Linked DNA regions of Dromaius novaehollandiae: region 1 is linked to region 2. The links are chromatin contacts, called in public Hi-C maps. All regions are on one chromosome and are shown on one strand. The core of a region is the stretch at or near the end of the contact, and the rest is flanking DNA. Distances in the headings are between cores, read along the strand shown. Region 1 overlaps PRCP (prolylcarboxypeptidase). Region 2 holds the start of FAM181B (family with sequence similarity 181 member B).

Region 1 (4,538 bases), core at 1,768-4,267, 48 kb before region 2:
TCGCCTGTAGCTCTGAAAACCTGGGAAATAAAGCAGTTGTAAAAGTTGAAACTTTAAAAGTTTTTGGAGGGATAGATGTGGTTTTAAAATATCTAATTTGTCCAAATCAAAATATTTTGTCCCACATCTGAAATGCTTTCTTTCCCCAGGTCCATGTTTAAAGAAGGTTGAGGAAGCCTTTCAAATGAAAACAGTTTTGATTGGGGAAAATCAAATTTTGGAAAGTTTTGTTTAGCTAATTAGCCTTTTTCAAAGGTTCAGGACTATCTCAGCAAAACTAGAATACATGCGTTTTTTTTTTATATAGCTTCATCTGTGACAAATTAAAGCTTCCGGGACAAATTTGTTCTCTGCTCTGAAGTAAATGTTCCAAGTGTTCCAAAATCTTCCAAATGTTGATTGAGTTGTAATTCCCTCTGGAAGGAAGATGGAAAAAAGCCACAGGCCTTTGCCTGTTATGGGACTGAGACTTTTCACAAGAGTGGCTTTATTTTTGCTTGTGTTTTGCATCTGCTCACTGCTTATTTCAGCCTAATGGAACAATGTGCCTGGAGTAATCTAGCTCTGACCTGTTGGTTCCCTACTGCTTGCCCCTCTCCTTGTCCCATGGAAGTGTCTCATCAAGATAATAATGCCTTGAACTGAAGCATCAATGATGTGAACGTTCAATGTATTTATTGCCATAATAATTTGTTCCAAATTTGCATAGTCAGTTGATTCTCAGGAACACAAGCCCACCCATTGCTTGGAGTAGAGCAGGGTAGCAATGAAATTGGAAACTGTTTAATGCAGTGTCAGCAGTAAAGCTGATAGAAGTGATTCTTGTCATCTCCTGGTTTGATCACACATGTTCTCCCTTGTACTGGAGCTTTGCCACCCTCATCTGTGGGACAGAAAATTTTGGGAGGGCTGGCACCTTTGACTGTCCTTCCAACTGCAGAAATTGTAATGAGGAGTTATGAGCTTACTGTGACTACTGGAGGATTTTTTACTGAAGTTCTAAAGTCCATAGGCACATTGAGCTTTATCTTGCATGGTAAGGAGAATCTGGAGTTTCAATTACAGCACAAAACTGTTAACAGCTTGGCCTTCAAAAACAACTTGTTCTTTGTATTCTCTTTAGTTTAGGTTTTCAACATAGAAATAACCTTTCTTCATGTACTGTGTGGGAAGGGACTTGTTTCTAACAAGGCCTGACATGACTAGAACCTGCTGCTTTCCTACAGCATAGCTGTTCAAACGTTTTTCAGTCTTTCTTTGAAATGCCTGACCAAACTGTATGATACGCAGCAATAGTAGAGATCATGTCTGAGGTTTTCCTTGTCAGTGCTTTTTAATCACTGCAATAATAGAGTGCTAAAAACAGACTTCCTTAAACGGTTACAGCCTCCTTAGAGCAGATGACATGGTTTCTGCAGCATAAAAGAAGCTTCAGTAAAAACATGAAGCATTGTTGTAGTAGAAGGCCAATGTGTTGATGAAAACATAGTCATGAGGTGTTCCCATGATGAGGCACTAAAGCCTACATTCATTTTGGTGTAAATAATAAGCTTGTTCAGGGAGCTCATTTGGCAGCTGGAGAAGAATTGGTAGCTGTTGTTCTAGAGCATCACCAGTTGGATGGAAGTTAGTATCAGTTAATATACAAAAAACCAAGTATTGTTGTGTCTGTGTATTTTGTTAAACATGATGGATTAATGAAGTAAATCTAATGATCAAAACCTCTGAACTGCCCCACTGTTGTGGGGAGTTTTAAACTTTTCAATGACATCAAGATTCTGTCCCTGAATTCAGTTTTTTCCTTTCTACTTTGGTGTAGGACTTTCAAGGTAGTGAGTTCATGTAGCCAGATGCAGCAAGGTATACTTTTCATCTCCTTACTCTTCCATAAACCATCAAATGATTATGTATTTCTGCTGTCCCATGCACAAGTACCAGCCTCTCAAGAAAAGAATGGAGAATCCAATTGCTAAATACTTGCAGAATACCTGATTCCATGCCTTTAAAATGGAAAAGGTGAAAAGTAAAGCTAACCTTCATATTTAAGCCAGTAAATTGTCAGGTATTGTCAGAGAATATTTGCAGCTGTCAGTGAGATGAAACAAAAGATCAGTCCTGGGAGGCCATAATACTCATATGTGCAACAGGGGAAAATGCAGAAACAAGAATAATGTCAGGGAGGGAGGCATTTTTTTTTTTTTTAGTCGACCGTCTTTAGCTTTCATTCCTGATTCCATGTATCTGCTGCCACAAAGAGGTAAATAGCATGTGAGTATACATTTTTAGTAGTACTCTTAACAAATTTGGGACCTCCTTGAATATTGTGCTGTACAGGGATGGCAAGGCCATCTCTGCTCTCATAAGCTTATAACTTAAAAAGAAGAAACAAAGATTTTAAGAGGAAACAAAAGTGATAGGGCCAACTAATTGGACTAGAGTCCTACAGCCTGTTAAGAGTAAAGCCAGGAATAGAAACACATCACTGAAATCCCAAAGAGGCTTGTGCCCCACTGCTGTTCATGGCCAGAGGATATCCTCAGACTATCCTGTATCTTCCTATCCTGAGGAAATAATTCAGACAGGATGAGCACTCAAAACAGCTCCATGAGTGCTCGGAGGGGGGAAATCTCTTAAAATCCTCTGGCTTCTCAGTGGTAAACAACTAAGTGATTTGATTTTGCATAGAATATCCAAGCTTGTGAAAATAAAGCTATTAGAGAACTGGAATGCAAGACCTGACAGAAGCGCTTTCAGAAGCTTGCAGTCTTGCCAGAAACTCAAGAGTGGGGGGGGAAAAAAAATTCCCGCAGCTTTTTGTTAGAAGCTACCCTATGAAATGTAATCTCTTTTGGAGGAAGCTTAGCTTAGCTGTCCTGACTCTGTGGTCATTAATGATCTTAAGGTGCTGCTGAGGAGGAAGTGCTTTTTTAGCCCCTTGTCCTGTTTTGTCTTTATACTTCACTCATTCCTGTAGTTTCTGAATACTTCCAGGAGTATATTAAGCAGATTAACATCTGTACATTAACATCTGTTGTACATTTGTTTTTTCATCTGCTCCTCAGGGGCGAGTGTGTAGCAGAGCAGCTAGTTTGGGAAGTCCATTTAAAACAAAACAAAAAACCGCACAAAAAAAACCCACAGAGACAAATTATCGCTGACAGCTTAGCATAAGCACGTGATACACATGTACATATAAGGTAAAGTCAAAGAAATGTGCCTTGTTTTTAGAGAGGAAGGCAATGAGGTAGGCTGTGGCCCTTCCTTGCAATGAGGGTTTGCTCAGTGGACCGATCCAGAGAAGGCTCCTCATCTTGAGCAAATGAGCTGTACTTCGTTATAGAAAGTTCCTCTGAGCTAAAACAGCAAAGCTGCTGACTTGAACCTGGGGTGTCAGCAGCCTCTTGGACAAAATGACTTGTGCTGCTTACCTGTGTTTTTAATCAAGTTCAGTGCGTGCAGTTCTCAGCAGCTGTGGCTGTGCTTTAAGTGAGTGCGGTCTTCCATATAGAGTTGTCTGCCTCCTGAGCAATCTGTTATTTATACATAGGTATTTTCCCCAAATGTTTTGTGAGGCTTTTGAATCAAAGCTATAGGCAAAAAGAAAAGATGACCCCTTTTCTTAATAATGATTTTTTTTTTTGTTCATGGAAAAAAGTTTGTTGCTTGCTTTCTTTGTCTTAGGGCTGCAGCTCTCCAAACTATTCCTGTCCTGCCCATCTCAGTTTAGAAAAGTATGTCTTAAACTTATTTATAACTTCTTACTTCCAGTACTCCTTCTTTTGTTATATTTATCCTCCCTTTTAGAATGGTACTGTCAAAATTATGGATGACTGAATCTGTGTCAGAACTACCATTGTGTGTGTGTCAGAGTTGCATTTTTAAAATGCTACTGTAGTTCTGAGGATATGGTTTGTATTGCTGCTGCTGATGATTGTATTCTTATTTCTAACCATTCTGCTAGGTAGCACTGTTTATGGAAGCTTAAAACTTTGTGGTGGTATAACTGTTTTAGATTAATCTTAGAATATTATAGTTTGGAAGGGATCTCTGCATGTCATCTGGTCTAACCTCTCACTCAAAGGCCAACTGGCAGAGGACCTGGCATTTGCTATTGACATGTAATCTCATCCTGGTGGTAACTGTAACTATCAAACACCTTATATATGCTAATATGCTTTTATCAGTGTTACTCTTAACCAGCAGTTACACTATTGTAATGTGTATTAAACTGTTTTCTTCTTTTGCTGTTAGTCTGTTCTATCTCAGTCAGTTTGGTTGCAAAAGTAGGTGTTCTTGTCTTATTGCTTTTGCATAAGAGTGGAAAAGATATTTTCTGGTTCAACTTCTTAATAAAATCTGATTTTAAAAAAAAATCTGAGTGACTTGAATTGTAAAATGTAGATCAACACATGATGGCATTTACTTGTGTATCCATTCTGTAACACACAGCAAAAGAAACCACTTTTTGAATGAGAACAGGTAGCTCCCCTGCGGGAGCCCTGTAGCTTCCTGCAGTGTGGTGTGGCTAGATGACAGCT
Region 2 (4,143 bases), core at 113-2,612:
ACCCCTTGCAAAACCTCATTTTTTTTCCCTGCTTTTTCCTTCTGGCATAATACTACAGTGCTTCTAATGAGTCAATGCTGACCAGGAGAACTCAGTATCTATTTCAGACAGAACCAGATATGTCTTTATTCATATTTGGGCATATAAAATCATTAAAAATAAACCTGGAGCTCAAAGGGTTGAGATGAGTGCTGCTCCATATTAGTAGAAATACATGTAAAAGTTTTCTAAGGGAAAATTAACCATTTTTTTCCCCAAAAGAGGCAGGACAGTACCTTCAGGAACTGTTATCAGTGGTATTCAGTAGCAGGGAGGTAATTTTTCTACCTCCCATATGGAAGATTTGTACATCTGCTTTGCTAAACACATGCAAATGGTTCAGTTAAAATCTCTGCTGGATTACAGTGTTGGATTTTCTCAGGACCTGACTGGACTGGGAAAACACGACATCCGAAGTACCGTGCATAACAATGCGCTCGGAAGAAAAAGTTACTGCGAGCTGAGCCTCGCGCTGTGCTCTGGTGCTGGCTGCCACCACGGTGAGCCTGCCTTTCCAGGTGCCCGTGGTTAGATCCAGCGGCGCATCTGCCGCTGCTGGAGTTGATCCGGATGCAGGGGCGTTTCGGGAAGCTCTGGGAGCTGGGGATCTGGCGTGGGGAGGGGGGCACATTGCTGCTCCCGGGGGGTGCGTGGGAAGCTGTCTGGTGCAGGGGCTGGGATCTGGTCCAGGAGAGCTACTTGGCCTGCAGGGACTATGTATTGAGTCCAGCTGTGGCTGCACATCTGGCCCGGGAGGGGGGCTGTGTGTCCTGCCTGGGGCGTTGTGTGTCAGGTCTGGGGGGGAGTGTTCCTGTCCTGATGGGGTGGGAATCTGGTACCTGTCCTGGGGGACGAATGCCTCCACTGCGGGGTCAGTACCTGCCCCGGGGGGATCCAGTACCTGCCCTTAGGATCTGGTACCCGCCCTGGGGGCATCCGCTACCTATCCCGGGGATCCGCTACCTACCCCGGGGGGATCAGTACCCGCCCCGGGGACCCAGTACCTGCCTCGGGGGCATCCGATACCTGCCCCAGGGATCTGGTACCTGCCCCGGGGAGATCGGTACCTCCCCCGGGGAATCGGTACCTGCCTCGGGGATCGGTACCTGCCCCGGGGGATCGGTACCTTCCCGGGAGATCGGTACCTCCCCCGGGGAATCGGTACCTGCCCCGGGAGGATCCGGTACCCCCTCGCCAGCCCCCAGCCGGGCGCGGGGGAGCGGAGGGGAGCGGAGCAGTGAGGGGCGCCCGCCCCCGGCCGCGGCGGGGAGGCGGGGAGGGCCGGGCCGGGCCAGCCCCGCGCCTGAGCCCTCCTCCTCCCCCTCCTGCTCCCTCCTCCTCCTCCTCCGCCCGCCGCCTTTTCCCCGCCGCCGCCGCCCGCCCCGCGCAGCCCTGCGGAGCTCGGCGCCGGCGGCGCCCCGCCGCCGGCCATGGCCGTGCAAGCCGCGCTGCTGAGCCCGCACCACCTGCTCTCCCTCTGCTTCCCCGCCGGCGGCGGCCTCCTGGGCTACGCCGACCTGGAGAAGGGCTACGAGGGCGGCGGCGACGCGGCGGACTTGAGGGAGGCCACCCGGGACCTGCTGAGCTTCATCGACTCGGCCTCCAGCAACATCAAGCTGGCGCTGGACAAGCCGGTGAAGTCCAAGCGCAAGGTGAACCACAGGAAGTACCTGCAGAAGCAGATCAAGCGCTGCACCGGCATCATCGCCGCGCCGCCCGCCGCCGCCGCCGCGCCCGAGCCGGCCCGCGGCCGCCCGCCGCCCCCCGCGCCCTGCCCCGGCGGCCCCGGCAAGCCGGCGGCGCGGCGGGAGGCCTCGCAGGCGGCCAGCAGCCTGCAGAGCCGCAGCCTGGCCGCGCTCTTCGACTCGCTGCACCAGGCGGGCGGCGGGGCGCGGCGCGGCGCGGCGGGCGGCGGCGGCGAGGGCGGCGGCGGCGGCGGGGGGGCGCGGAAGGTGCCGCTGCGCGACCGCAACCTGCCGCCCTCCTTCTTCACGGAGCCGGCGCTGCCGGCCGCCGCCCGCGCCGCGCCGCCGCCGGGCCCCAAGGAGCCCGAGAAGGGCGCGGAGGCGGCCGAGTTCCTGGAGCTGCTGGGCCCCGAGTACGGCGCGCTGCTGCCCGAGCACGCCGCCGCGCAGGACGCCTTCGCCGGCCGCCTGCCCGCCGAGCTGGGCCTCGAGCACGGCCTCTACGAGGCGGCGGCGGCGCTGCCCGCCGGCCCGCACCCGCTGCTCGGCGGGCTGCTCTACCCCGAGCCGCCCTGGAGCCCGCCCAAGAAGGCGCCGCCCGAGGCGCTGCGCCCGCTGCCCGCCGCCGCCGCGCCGCCGCTCTACGCGGCCGCCGAGCCGCCCGCCGCCGAGGAGCCGGGCGGGCCGCTGGCGGCGCCCTTCGGCCCCTTCTTCCCCGAGTGCCCCCTGCCGCCGCCGCAGGTGCCCTACGACTACGGCGCCGGCTACCACCGCGCGGCCTTCCCGGCGCTGTAGGGCCTGCGGCGGGCGGGCGGGCGGCCGCGGAATGTCCGCTGCTCTGAGGCGTGCGCGGCGGCCGCCTGGCCTCAGCGCTGCGCCGGGCCTGGTTTTGCGCGGCGGCCGCCTCGCCTCAGCGCTGCGCGGGGGCCTGGTTTTGCGCGGCGGCCGCCTGGCCTCAGCGCTGCGCCGGGCCTGGTTTTGCGCGGCGGCCGCCTGGCCTCAGCGCTGCGCCGGGCCTGGCCTTGCACGGCGGCGTGGGGCGGCTCTCGGTGAAGGCAGGCCTGGCCGCTCGCGAAAGGTTTCCGCTTTGAGAAGTAGGACTCGAGTCAACTTGCGTTTCAGGTCTTCCCCGCACTCGCGTGCCGGGTGGATTTCCAGCTTGAGGATGCAAAACTGAGGGAAAAAAAGCAAAGCGAAATTAATTGAAACAAAAAAATAAAGGCTGCTACCAAATCTTAGTGTCCCGAAATTTAACAACGTCTTGCAGGATATTGCAAACAGCAATTTACAGTGATAAATAAGTGAATTGACGGCGCAAGCTCTGGACAAAACGTACTGTAGCAACTCCAGCGATGTGATTCCTACAGACTGTTGGATTTCTTTCAGGAATGTGTCAAAGCTCGGGAAGCGATGCGGCTCACTTTCGTTGTGTACAGGAGATTATTTGATAATCATTTAAGTTATGTAAAAGAGTCTATGATAGGTAAATAAAGCTACACAATAGATTTAAGCTCTGTGGTTATTGCTACTGTTGAAACGCAGCGTGCTAGTGTTTTTCCCCATGTCTTCATCCTCTGTAATCGTTTCTTGGCAGAAGTTAAGACAGGCCGGTGGTTATTGTCTTTTTTTTCCTAAATCTTTTGAGATGCTGTGTTTTATCCACAATGGCCAACTGTTCTTCTTTTCTCGCCCTCATTTGTACTGGCTGTTTTCGTTAACTTACTAGAAAGAAGGGACTGATCATACGCTACAAAGGCAACGGATGAAAATGGTTACGTTTATGAAAACAGATCAGAATACTCCGAGGTTTCCTATTGAGACACAGGGCTTAAAAAGCAATCCTGCGCTCTGGCTTCCGGCCAATCTCAATTGGATTGTTTGTTTTTAAAACAGGATTCGCATATGGACGAGCGTGAGTTTTTGCCCCTGGCGACAAGAAGTCCTTGTGCCTTCTATCCTTTAAAAGCAATGTAAAAAATAACACACTTTTTTTTTTCATTGATGAACTCAGATTTAAGAGACTTAGGGTCAAGAAATCGGGAGGGAGGGAGAGGAGAAAAAAGCTATGTGGAAATAAACCACCAGATAATTCTTTCTGCAATTGGCTTAATTTTACTCCTAAAAAACAAAAGCTGTAACTTACCCTGCGTCTTTCCTGCCGGGGTTCCCCAAGCACTCCACAAACGCTATAGAAAGGAGTCGTGACTGACAAACAGCCACAATAGTCTAATAGCTGAACACTGCCAGGCTGGTATGTTGTTACGGAAATGCACTTCTGAAGTATAATTTTGCTGTAGTTTATTTAACTAAGCTTAAAGAGCGCATGTGTAAGGAACAATGGGCAGCCAGTCCAGCCAAGGTAGCTACAAATTAGGTTAATCCTGACCCACTGTTCATTTAAGATGACTGTACAATGTCC

What was found. Hi-C and Micro-C count contacts between places; a contact is called where the count stands out from the background.
Region 1: a contact with region 2 is called in a Hi-C map of ovary, with 4 times the contacts expected there. The contact joins the enhancer-like site here to the promoter of FAM181B in region 2. A contact is called at or near these places in 3 of 4 Hi-C or Micro-C datasets (brain, liver and ovary).

The regions. Positions count from the first base shown.
Region 1 is chr1:210,804,575-210,809,112 of bDroNov1.hap1, reverse strand. The region is part of intron 1 of PRCP (prolylcarboxypeptidase); the gene reads left to right. Among named protein-coding and RNA genes, the nearest start is that of PRCP, 11 kb to the left of the region's middle. Within about 2 kb of position 3,017, at least 1 of the 2 cell types and tissues checked has open chromatin away from gene starts, as enhancers often do.
Region 2 is chr1:210,755,277-210,759,419 of bDroNov1.hap1, reverse strand. FAM181B (family with sequence similarity 181 member B) reads left to right here and starts at 1,362. Exons shown (of 1, transcript XM_064505161.1): 1 at 1,362-3,234. The coding sequence starts at 1,470. The coding sequence ends at 2,519.